Regions from separate parts of the Gossypium hirsutum genome. Here region 1 is linked to region 2. A link is a contact called in public Hi-C data. All regions are on one chromosome and are shown on one strand. Each heading gives the region's core, a stretch centred on a gene start, on an enhancer-like site or on the middle of the called end of the contact. The rest is flanking DNA. Distances are from core to core; before and after follow the strand shown. Region 1 holds the start of LOC107888597 (zinc-finger homeodomain protein 9). Region 2 has its middle 5.6 kb from the start of LOC121207256.

Evidence for each region. A called contact is a pair of places that touch in the nucleus more often than the background predicts.
Region 1: a Hi-C map of leaf shows a contact between it and region 2, with 2.8 times the contacts expected there. The contact joins the promoter of LOC107888597 here to the enhancer-like site in region 2. A contact is called at or near these places in 5 of 34 Hi-C or Micro-C datasets (hypocotyl and leaf).

What each region holds. Positions count from the first base shown.
Region 1 is chrA09:4,319,875-4,324,808 of Gossypium_hirsutum_v2.1, reverse strand. It overlaps LOC107888597 (zinc-finger homeodomain protein 9), which reads right to left and starts at 2,845. Exons shown (of 1, transcript XM_016812761.2): 1 at 1,282-2,845. The coding sequence starts at 2,464. The coding sequence ends at 1,484.
Region 2 is chrA09:4,251,129-4,255,728 of Gossypium_hirsutum_v2.1, reverse strand. No RefSeq gene overlaps it. Among protein-coding and RNA genes, the nearest start is that of LOC121207256, 5.6 kb to the right of the region's middle. Within about 2 kb of position 3,053, at least 1 of the 9 cell types and tissues checked has an H3K27ac peak or open chromatin away from gene starts, as enhancers often do. A contact at or near this core is called in leaf, where this site is marked.

The DNA.
Region 1 (4,934 bases), core at 1,596-4,095, 69 kb before region 2:
AAAGCTCAATGGCGTTTGGTTTGGTGATTTTCATGTAAATAATTAAATATATTAAAGTTTTGAATAAATATAATATGGGTATTATAGAAGATCATTTAATTAAAGAGTAAATCGATCATTTTTATTAAAAATTTTATCTATTTTTACTGTTCAAAATTGACCCCTATACGCCAATATAGGTATACATGGCGCACCATATATCACTATATGGTTGTTACCATATATCACTATATGATTGTTCTATATCCAATTTTTAATAGAAATATAATGTACAATGAGTAATTTACCTTTTTCTAAATGGAAGAAGTAAATCGCCATCTATCTTCTAGTACAGGAGTTTTCATGATACTTTAACATTTGATCAGACAAAAAATTTAAGCAATTTATTAACTCGATTGAAACCGTTACTTACAATAATTAAGAGGATGTAAATTTAAATATGTTTATATATATAAATTAAGAGATTATGGGTAAAGAAACATTAACAAATTAAATTATTAGTTATTACAGTTGACAAATATTTTTAGTTTATTAAATAAACCATATCCATCCTATTAAAACTTATGAGTAAGAATGAAAAACTAGATTAATTTAGTGATAAAATTTAGAAAATAAAAACAAATCAGATTGACAAATGACAAGACATCCATTAATTTAGTCATAATCTCCCACTTTAATACTAATTAAACTTGAAAATACATACTAGGATTCATAATAGCAGCAATAATGATTACTTCTATTTCATCTTCTTTCCCCAAAAAGGGAATATTACATAAAATATATATATTAAATCTTCCTTAAATTACATAATTCCAAGATATTAGCAGCTAATCATTAAAAATTATACTAAAAAGAAGTCTTCTTTTTTGTACTTTAAGAAGGTTTATATAAATTAGTCTTTATCAAACCACTAAAAATAATGCAATTATGCACAACCAAACATTAATAGCTGCAAAATCATCTTAAAAAATTAAGACTTGAGCTGATGATTGGGAAGATGATATAATAAAATATAAAAAAGATCTTATCTTATTAGATTTTTGTACCATAAAATTAAGCTTAAATTATTAGTATAAAGTTATGGGATATGTTAAAATAATCTGATACCTGTTTGTTTTTTATTATCACTTTCTGCTTCTTCTTCACAGACACAACATGGAAACTAAAAAGGAAACATTACAGATTCAAAGGTTTTTAAGGTTTTGGAAAACAGAAACCATGGATGTTTATGATCCCAAAAACCCAGAATTCTAAAGAAAATGGTGAAGGAAAAACAGAAAATAAAATAAAAATAATTTCTTTTTTGGATCAAAGCAGCTCTTCCCATGTTATATTCTCAACAGTCATGATCAGAAATTAAAGAGAGAAAGAAAAAAGAACAGCTAATAAACAAGTACTTAATCTAATCTAACAGCTTATTATCTCCTCATTAAAAAAGAAAAAAAAGAAGAAGATAAAAGTTGATTATCATAATAAACATGATTTAAGAGGAAGAAGAGCCATTAATTCCAACATGAACAACACTATCAGTTTCAAAGTGATGGTTGAGATTCTGACCATTGTTGTTGTTGTGGTGATGGTGGTCTTCATGGCTGAGTCCATTCTCAGTATTGTTGTTATTCCCAGTTTCTCCTTCATTAATGGCTTGATCTTTCTTCCCAAAAGTGTTCTTATTGTTATGCATCCAAACTTTTAAAACCCCTCTATCAACCCCAACTTCACTGCAAAACTCTTGGATAGCTTGTTCATCTCTTTTCTGAATCTTCCACCCAACTTTCTCAGCGAATTCCAACATCTTATCTTTCTGAAACTGAGTGAACTTTGTTCTGAATCTTTTCTTTGAGTGGGAACCCAGATTTGTGGTGTTTGGGGTAAGGGTTCCTAAGCCTTGTAAATGAGAGTTATTTTGATGGTGGTTGTTGTCTAATGCACCAGCTAAACCACCTGAAAGGGCTACAAGCATGTGAGGAGCTGAAGGGTAGTAAGATGATGAGATCGGTGGTGGGGAAGCTGAGTTTGGACTACGATGTGGTGCTTGACTTGCTGGAGGCGGTGGATGGTGACGGTGGTGAGGCTGATATTCTATAGTAGCGGTGGCTGTTGTTGTGGGTGGTGGGTCATCTGATTCTCGGCGGTGGAAGTTGCGGTGGCAACCACAAGCTGCACACTTGAGGGAAGTTGGGTCGGATGGGGTGGCTGATGGGGAAGGCATGAATTCACCACAGCCGTCTAAAGCATGTCCACCCAAAGTGGCTGCATGGTTCTTGAGGCATTCCTTGTAGCTCACTACTATGGGCGGCGCATGGTGGAGGTAGTGGTGGTGAGGTTGGTGGCGCTTGAGAACACCGTTAGTAAAAGATTTGGGCTTGGCAGGATGGATCCGAACTGGTGTTTCGGTCTCTGGGTCGGGTGATTTGGGTGTTGTGGTGCTTAGTGGAGGGGTGCTTGTAGGGGCTATTTCCATGGCTCTAACATCTAGGGTCAACAAAAACACCTAAACTTAATGGGGGGGGGAGAATTATAAAAAAGATGGGATGAAATTGAATTTAAAATAGGGTTTCCAATATGGGTTTTGTGAGAATTTTGATACCATGGAAGAAAATTAAGAAGATTGGAGTTGAAAACAAAAACAGAAAAGGCTGGTTGTTTCTTCTTTGTTTGTTTGGAGGTTATTGCTTGGAAAATGAAGGGAAAAAGAGGAAAGGGCGGAGGCGGAGGCGATGGTGGTGGTGGTGGTGGTGGAGGAGGAAGGAGGACTGTTGATAATAAAAAATCTGTGGTTGTGGTTGCCCTTCTTAACCCCTTGAGTTTTTAACCAGAGTTCTAATCCATGGTTAAGTTGTCGACCCCTTTAGGGTTAGATATGTTTGTGTAATTAATACATACATACAAAAATTTTATTTAGGAAATTTTTAAACTTAACGTAATATTAGAACCATGGCGCATACTGTTAGACCATAATGAAAATTAGTTTTGGGTTTAAATTTTTTTTTTTAAAGTTAGTCCTTTTAACTTCTAAATGTTCTAATATTGGGACTTTAAATTTTTTTTTATCTCAGTTAGTCTTTGAAAATATAAAATTCAATCTTTAACGTGAGAATAATTTTTAAGTTCAAGACCTAATTTAAATAGAAAAAAAAACTATTTAAACCCCATAAGAAAAATTATCAAATCTAGACTAAAATATGAAAACAATCACCAAATTTAAACCCTAACTTAAAAAAATACTCGATATAAAAAAACTTATCTAAAGCCCAAATAATCATTTAACACTTTAAAAATAAAAAAAAATGTATAGCAAGTTTTAATTTGAATTATCTAAAAATTACTGTGTATTAAAGATAAATCTTAAGTTAAATATAATAAATTTTAGGTTATATGTGCCATTTTACCAGTGATTTTTTTTTTACAAGTGATAATTATATTTACCTGTGAGATTAATAAACTTAGGTTATTTATATAATTGAAAATAGGCTAGTTTACCCGTAAAAAAAGAATTTAATTTTATAAATAATTATTTAATATATGAGTAGTAGAACTTTTGAGTTCACAATCCAATAAAGAACAACGTTTATCTTTAATTGATATTTTAAAAATAAATAATATAAATGACTATTTCTTTTGTTTGTGGAATTAAAAAAATTTCACCTTAAATATATTAAATAATAATATTTAAATCTATTATAAATTAAATAAAAATATGTGCCACCTTTTAAATTTTGCTTGTGAAGTTTAAATTATATCTTAATTGTTTCTTTAAAAATATTTAAAAATACTAGAATAAATTTAAAACATGATAGATGGATTTTCTTAAAATATATATCTATGAATTAAAAAAAAGTAAAATTCTAAATATAAATAGAGTACACTATTCAATCAGTCACCTATTTTCATAATTTTTTATTTTGATCACCGAAAAATAAAAATTTGCAAATAGAGCATTGTCATTACAAAAACGTTTTCATTTTAGTTACCCGCCATTAATTCAATGTTATTGTAGGCTTATTTTAATTTAAAGGCAAATTCTAAGTTTATATATTTTCTAAAGTATGCTCTAACGATATCTAGTGCCCTTAGTGTAGTTTTTTGTCATATACACTTGTAATTTTTCAAACAAATTGGTTTGATAAAATTCCATCATTCACGATACTACCATTTGTATATTCTCCTTAATGGTTTTTGCACACAAAACAAAATGTATAGTCAAATATTGGTTCATTGATTACCTAACATTTAACTAATATTAAGTTACATTATGCCAACATATCATAATGCGAGAAGACAACATATAGTAGTAAGCAATCTAAAAGGTCCATACCCTGATGAATCGAAATTGAGAAAATCGATTCAAATACTATTATACTATTTATCAAATCTAATGAGGGAGATACATTGTCTTAGGTATTGGAGCAGATGACTCCTAGATGATAGAGACATAGGTGTGATTGTCTGGATTGACGATACATCGGACATGACCTAAGTAGAATAATTCCTAGATCTATTTATGAATTTATTTACTTGTGGCATTCATAGTGTATCTTACCTCAATCTTGAATAAGTGACGGACTATGTTGGCGTGACTCGTATGCTTTGATGTATTGAAAGCCTAAGTTCAATTGCTAATAGAGTCGAAAGTTGGTATATTGGGTATAGACTTCTGTATGACATAGCTTCACTTACAATAATAAATTCATAGCCCAATAAAAGGTAAATAATATCCTCTCGTAGGCATTATATGATAGATGGAAAGTAACGTGGCTACGGGTTATTCATCTAGGATGAATGATTTAATAAACAATTTGAATATGGAGAGAAAGAGGATTCGAAGTGGATAGTGAAGGGAATTTTCCATTTCAAGGTAGATTCTGTTTTATCAATAACGATGAGTTGAAGCAAAGCATGCTTCGATAAGCTCATTATAGTTCATTTTCCAT
Region 2 (4,600 bases), core at 1,804-4,303:
GGTTGGGTCACCTGCAGGGTCTTTTTTTTTTCTTGTGAACTTTCAAAGTGGCAATTTGGCAACAATTATTCACAATCAGATCTCTTATATATGTATATAATCCATCCTTTGCTAAAGGAACAGGAACATGGCATTTTGATGTTGTAAAAGTTGGGGGAAAAAAACTTTTTAGAAAATATAATTAATCATAGCAGTTGTATTCATGTTTGATTTTTCTTTGGTAGGATAAGATAAAAAATTTGTGGGTAAAAATCTCGTGAAGATTTTATATTAAAAATTAAATTATATTTTATTTTTTTACTAAAAAATAAATTAATTAATCTATGTACGTTAAATTAAAAAATAATTAATTTTTTATTAAAAAATTGATCTATTTCTCCTTTATCCATTTTCCATATTTGAGATTATGTAATATAACTGTAAATAATCAGATAAAGTCTTAATGTGATGGAGAGATGTCATGCAGGTGCAATGGTGACATGCTGGGTTTAAATAAAATCCTAAAAATTTGAAGGAAAACAAAAAAACACAAGTGGGAAACAGGAAAGAATAAGTAAACAAAAGCCTTAATAATGGCATTTCTGACAAATCTACCCAATAGTACTCTACAATTTTCTACAGTTAATAAATTTCTGGAAATTATTAGGTGTTTTGTTTTTGTGAGGGGAAATAGCTACTTAGCATCTGCCATTTGGTCCTACTTGCTCCCTATATATGCACATTGCACTAATTATTATACACTTTTTTTTTTCTAAAATTAATAACCAAAATTATCATTAACATATTATTTTTTATTGAATTTTATAAATATATTGAACTAATTCCGGAAAAAAAACTGATTTTTTTCCATTTCTTTTATTTTTTTAATTCAAGAAATTCTAAGTTTAAATAAAAGTTCATAAAAAGTGGAATGTCACTAGCAATGGCTAGCAAATGTGTATGAATGATTTGTTTAAGGGTGCATTTTTTGCTTGTAGAATTTGATTGTTTGTTGAGGCTTTAACCACCAAAATAATTGATTATTTGTAGGGCTATGTGCCCCATGTGGTAGGTACCTAATCTAGGTTTTCTTGACATGGTTAAAATGATGAAACACCATAGTCAGTTAAATCCCTATTCTAACACTGCAAGCATTATTGAAAGATTGAATTTAGTTGGTTTGAAGTTATTTTCAATATTTACATTCATTATTTTACCGTTTTTTAATCATATGGTCGCATTGATCTTTGTTTATAAGAATGAGGCATATTTCATGATTAAATTTTTTTTTTATTTGGAAAGCTCTAGTAACAAAGAAATTAGTCATTACTATCGGTAATGGATATCTTAGTTTTAAAAGAAGAGATAAGCAGCAAATTTCATCAAATTTCAATAAAAGTACTATGCAAGCCCCTGTACAAAAAGTCAAATTACATTTTACCCCTCTACTAAAAAATGAGTAAATAAATCTATGTATTTTAGATCAAAGAACAAATTGGTTATTTCTGTTAAAAAATTAATCCACTTGTATTGTTAAAAACTAACATAACTAACAGGATAACCAGACAATGATACATGGCGTGCCACATATACCTCATGCTAAAATATATGAATGAATTTTTAACAGAAGAACTAGTTTACTTTTTAACCTAACATATAATGACTAATTTACTTATTTTCTAAATAAATGGAACAAAATACAATATAACCCCTAATATAAAACTGTTGGTATTACTTTTACCTTAAATATCCACCATTATTTGCAAACTTTGCTAACAGCTGTCCTTACATTTTAATGGTGGGGAATCCATTGTTTTGGTCTAATGTTGGGTGTTTTGAAATTATGATTATAAGTTGTCCTACAATCTTACAACATAAAATTGAATACAAAGAAATGTATGAAAACACCATTTCATTGAACTTTTTTTAGCTTGCTTAAGAATGCTTTCTACTCTTTTTCCATTTCATGTGAATTAATAATGAGCTTCACACATGCTTTATTCCTTAATGTTAATATGTTTTTGCTTGGAATAAATTATAATGCAACACATTTATTGTACTTAAAGATATAAAGATTAGTATTTTATGGGAAATATTAACCAATTTTTAGTGATATTGATTAAATTAATATTTAGAAAAAAAAATGTGTTTCTATAATTCAATAAAATAACAAATTATATTTTTTGTAAATTAAAAATTAAATAATTTTAAGCATTTAAAAATATGAATTGACCGAATTTCATTGTAAAGAATAAATAAATGAAAAATGGTTCATAAAGCAATATAATCATAGATTTTGAAATTAGAATTGTTGATTTTTTTTTAAGTTAAGAAATTTGTTAATGAAAGATGAAGATTTCTGTTGATTTAGATCATTTTCTTCTTGAAAATTTAATTATAAATCGATAAATAAAACAATTTATTTATAAATATTCACCAAAGTCCAGTTCCTCATTGAATATAAGTAAATCTTCCTATGTATAAACATAATATGGCACATTAAGATACAATTAATGTGAATATCTAATTCCTCAAAATTAATCTTCGAACATGTCTTTAATAAAGAGTAGACTAGTAAAAATTCTTTATGACATCAAACTCTCTGATTGAAAGTCTTGATACAATCTTTATTTAGCTTGATTCTTATACGATATGTCTTCACTAATGAGCTACTAAAATTCTTTAAAAGACAAACATTTAAAAGCTCCAAATGGTTTGGGTCAAAATATGACAATCAAATAATGTAAATTAAAATGAGATGTGAAATGTTACTTTAGTTGCAACTAAGCTTGTATCTAACTTTTGTAATTGGCAGTAACATATATAATTATTCAATTTTCACCTATATTTATTTATTTAATAATTAAGTAATTGCATTTATTAGACATTAATATAATTAGTACAAATATTAAAGTAATAAAGTTTTATATATCTAGTCTTTTAGGCTATTCAATTAACTCCATTTCTCGAAAGGCTAAATTTGTTCTTTGAATTATTAAAAAAATATTTTTGGGTTTTGGGTTTTGGCCCAAAGTACTCTAATTTGGATCGAATAGACCAGATTTACAGCAACCACTTTCTCTAAAGCCCGGCCCGGGTTAGTTGGGCTCATCGGGTGGATGGGATAGGTTTAGAAATTGGAATGACTTTAGAAAAAAATTTAAAAAGAAAATTTATGAATTTTTTTAAAAAAAAACAATGATGGATCAAAAAGCCTGCAAGTAAAAGAAAAAAAAAGTTAAAAAGTTTAACATAACCCATTTGAAAGGTTACTTTGTCTAATGTGGGCTTCTTTATTGGGCCTAACACAAATTTGATTTGCTTTTCTATGCATTTTTTTTATAAACTGAATTCAAAATGTGAGCATTAGGTAATGAGTTTGGATGGGCGGTAGGGTGCAATACGATGCGATGCGATGCGTTTAATTTATTTTTTGTCTCACGCTATAGTGTCGCTACAATATCTAATCTCACTACCACCGTTGTTTTTACATTGACTGTAGGTAAACACATCGCCCATCCAAACTCACCCTTAATTAACATCGAAACTTGTAATTGTGGAATCTTTATAAATTTATGAAGTTGCCGAATGGTTTTTTCTTTAAAAAAATTCTCATAAAATTGATTGTAAATTAATTATGGTTAAAATATGTCATGAGTCACTTCACTTTTCATGAGTTTGGAATTTAGTTTCTTTAATTTTCTTTTAGGAATTTAGTCTCTATACTTTAAGATTTCACAATTCAAGTTTAATTGTTAATATTGTTAAATTTTTTATTAAATTTATTGATTTGACATTTTAAAATAAAAAAGTACTCACTTAGTAGCCATGTAGCTAAAAATAATAATGTCATGAAAAACATGAATTTAACAAATAATAGTATTAACAATTAGATCTAAATTTTGGAATCTGAAAACTAAGGCTAATTTCATAATAAAAAAAATTACAAGGGGTTAAATTCCAAATTTAAAAAGAGCACATAGACTTATTAGATATTTTAACCATTATGGATCCAACATTGTAGTTTGGACTGCAACAACATACGTAGATTGTTACTGTAATGAAGTTTATTGTAATTACCTTACAGTGCGGCTGTGATTTTGTATCGCAGGAGTCGAGACTCAACTTGACCATGTCGTCCAAAGAACATTTAAGGGTCTAATGACCCAATCACATTGCCATTGCAGCTGCAATTTTACTTCCTTATGGACTACTATCTGTAAGTTATCCTTGATCTGCTGTTAGCTCTCTTATTAGTAATGAAGTTGATTATAGTTGATCCACTGTGCGAAAACAACATTGTTGGATAAAAGTTGAGCCTCGACTAGACTATATCATCCAAAGAGCACTTGAGAGTTTTACAATCGTCCTAAATATCTTAAGCTAGTGTCCTAGTCACAGTGTGGTTATAATTAAAATTTTACTTCATTATAAACTACCCTTTATAAAGTCCTTCATTTGGTGTCGATCCTAGAAATGAAATCTTGAAATTAAAGCTTGGATAAAGCAACATTTAACCCTTGAATTTATCGTCTATTTCCAACTTCATCCCTAAACTTTTTTTTGTCCACATTAATCCCTAAACTTGAATTTTGTTAAACAAATTAATTCAAAACTTTTA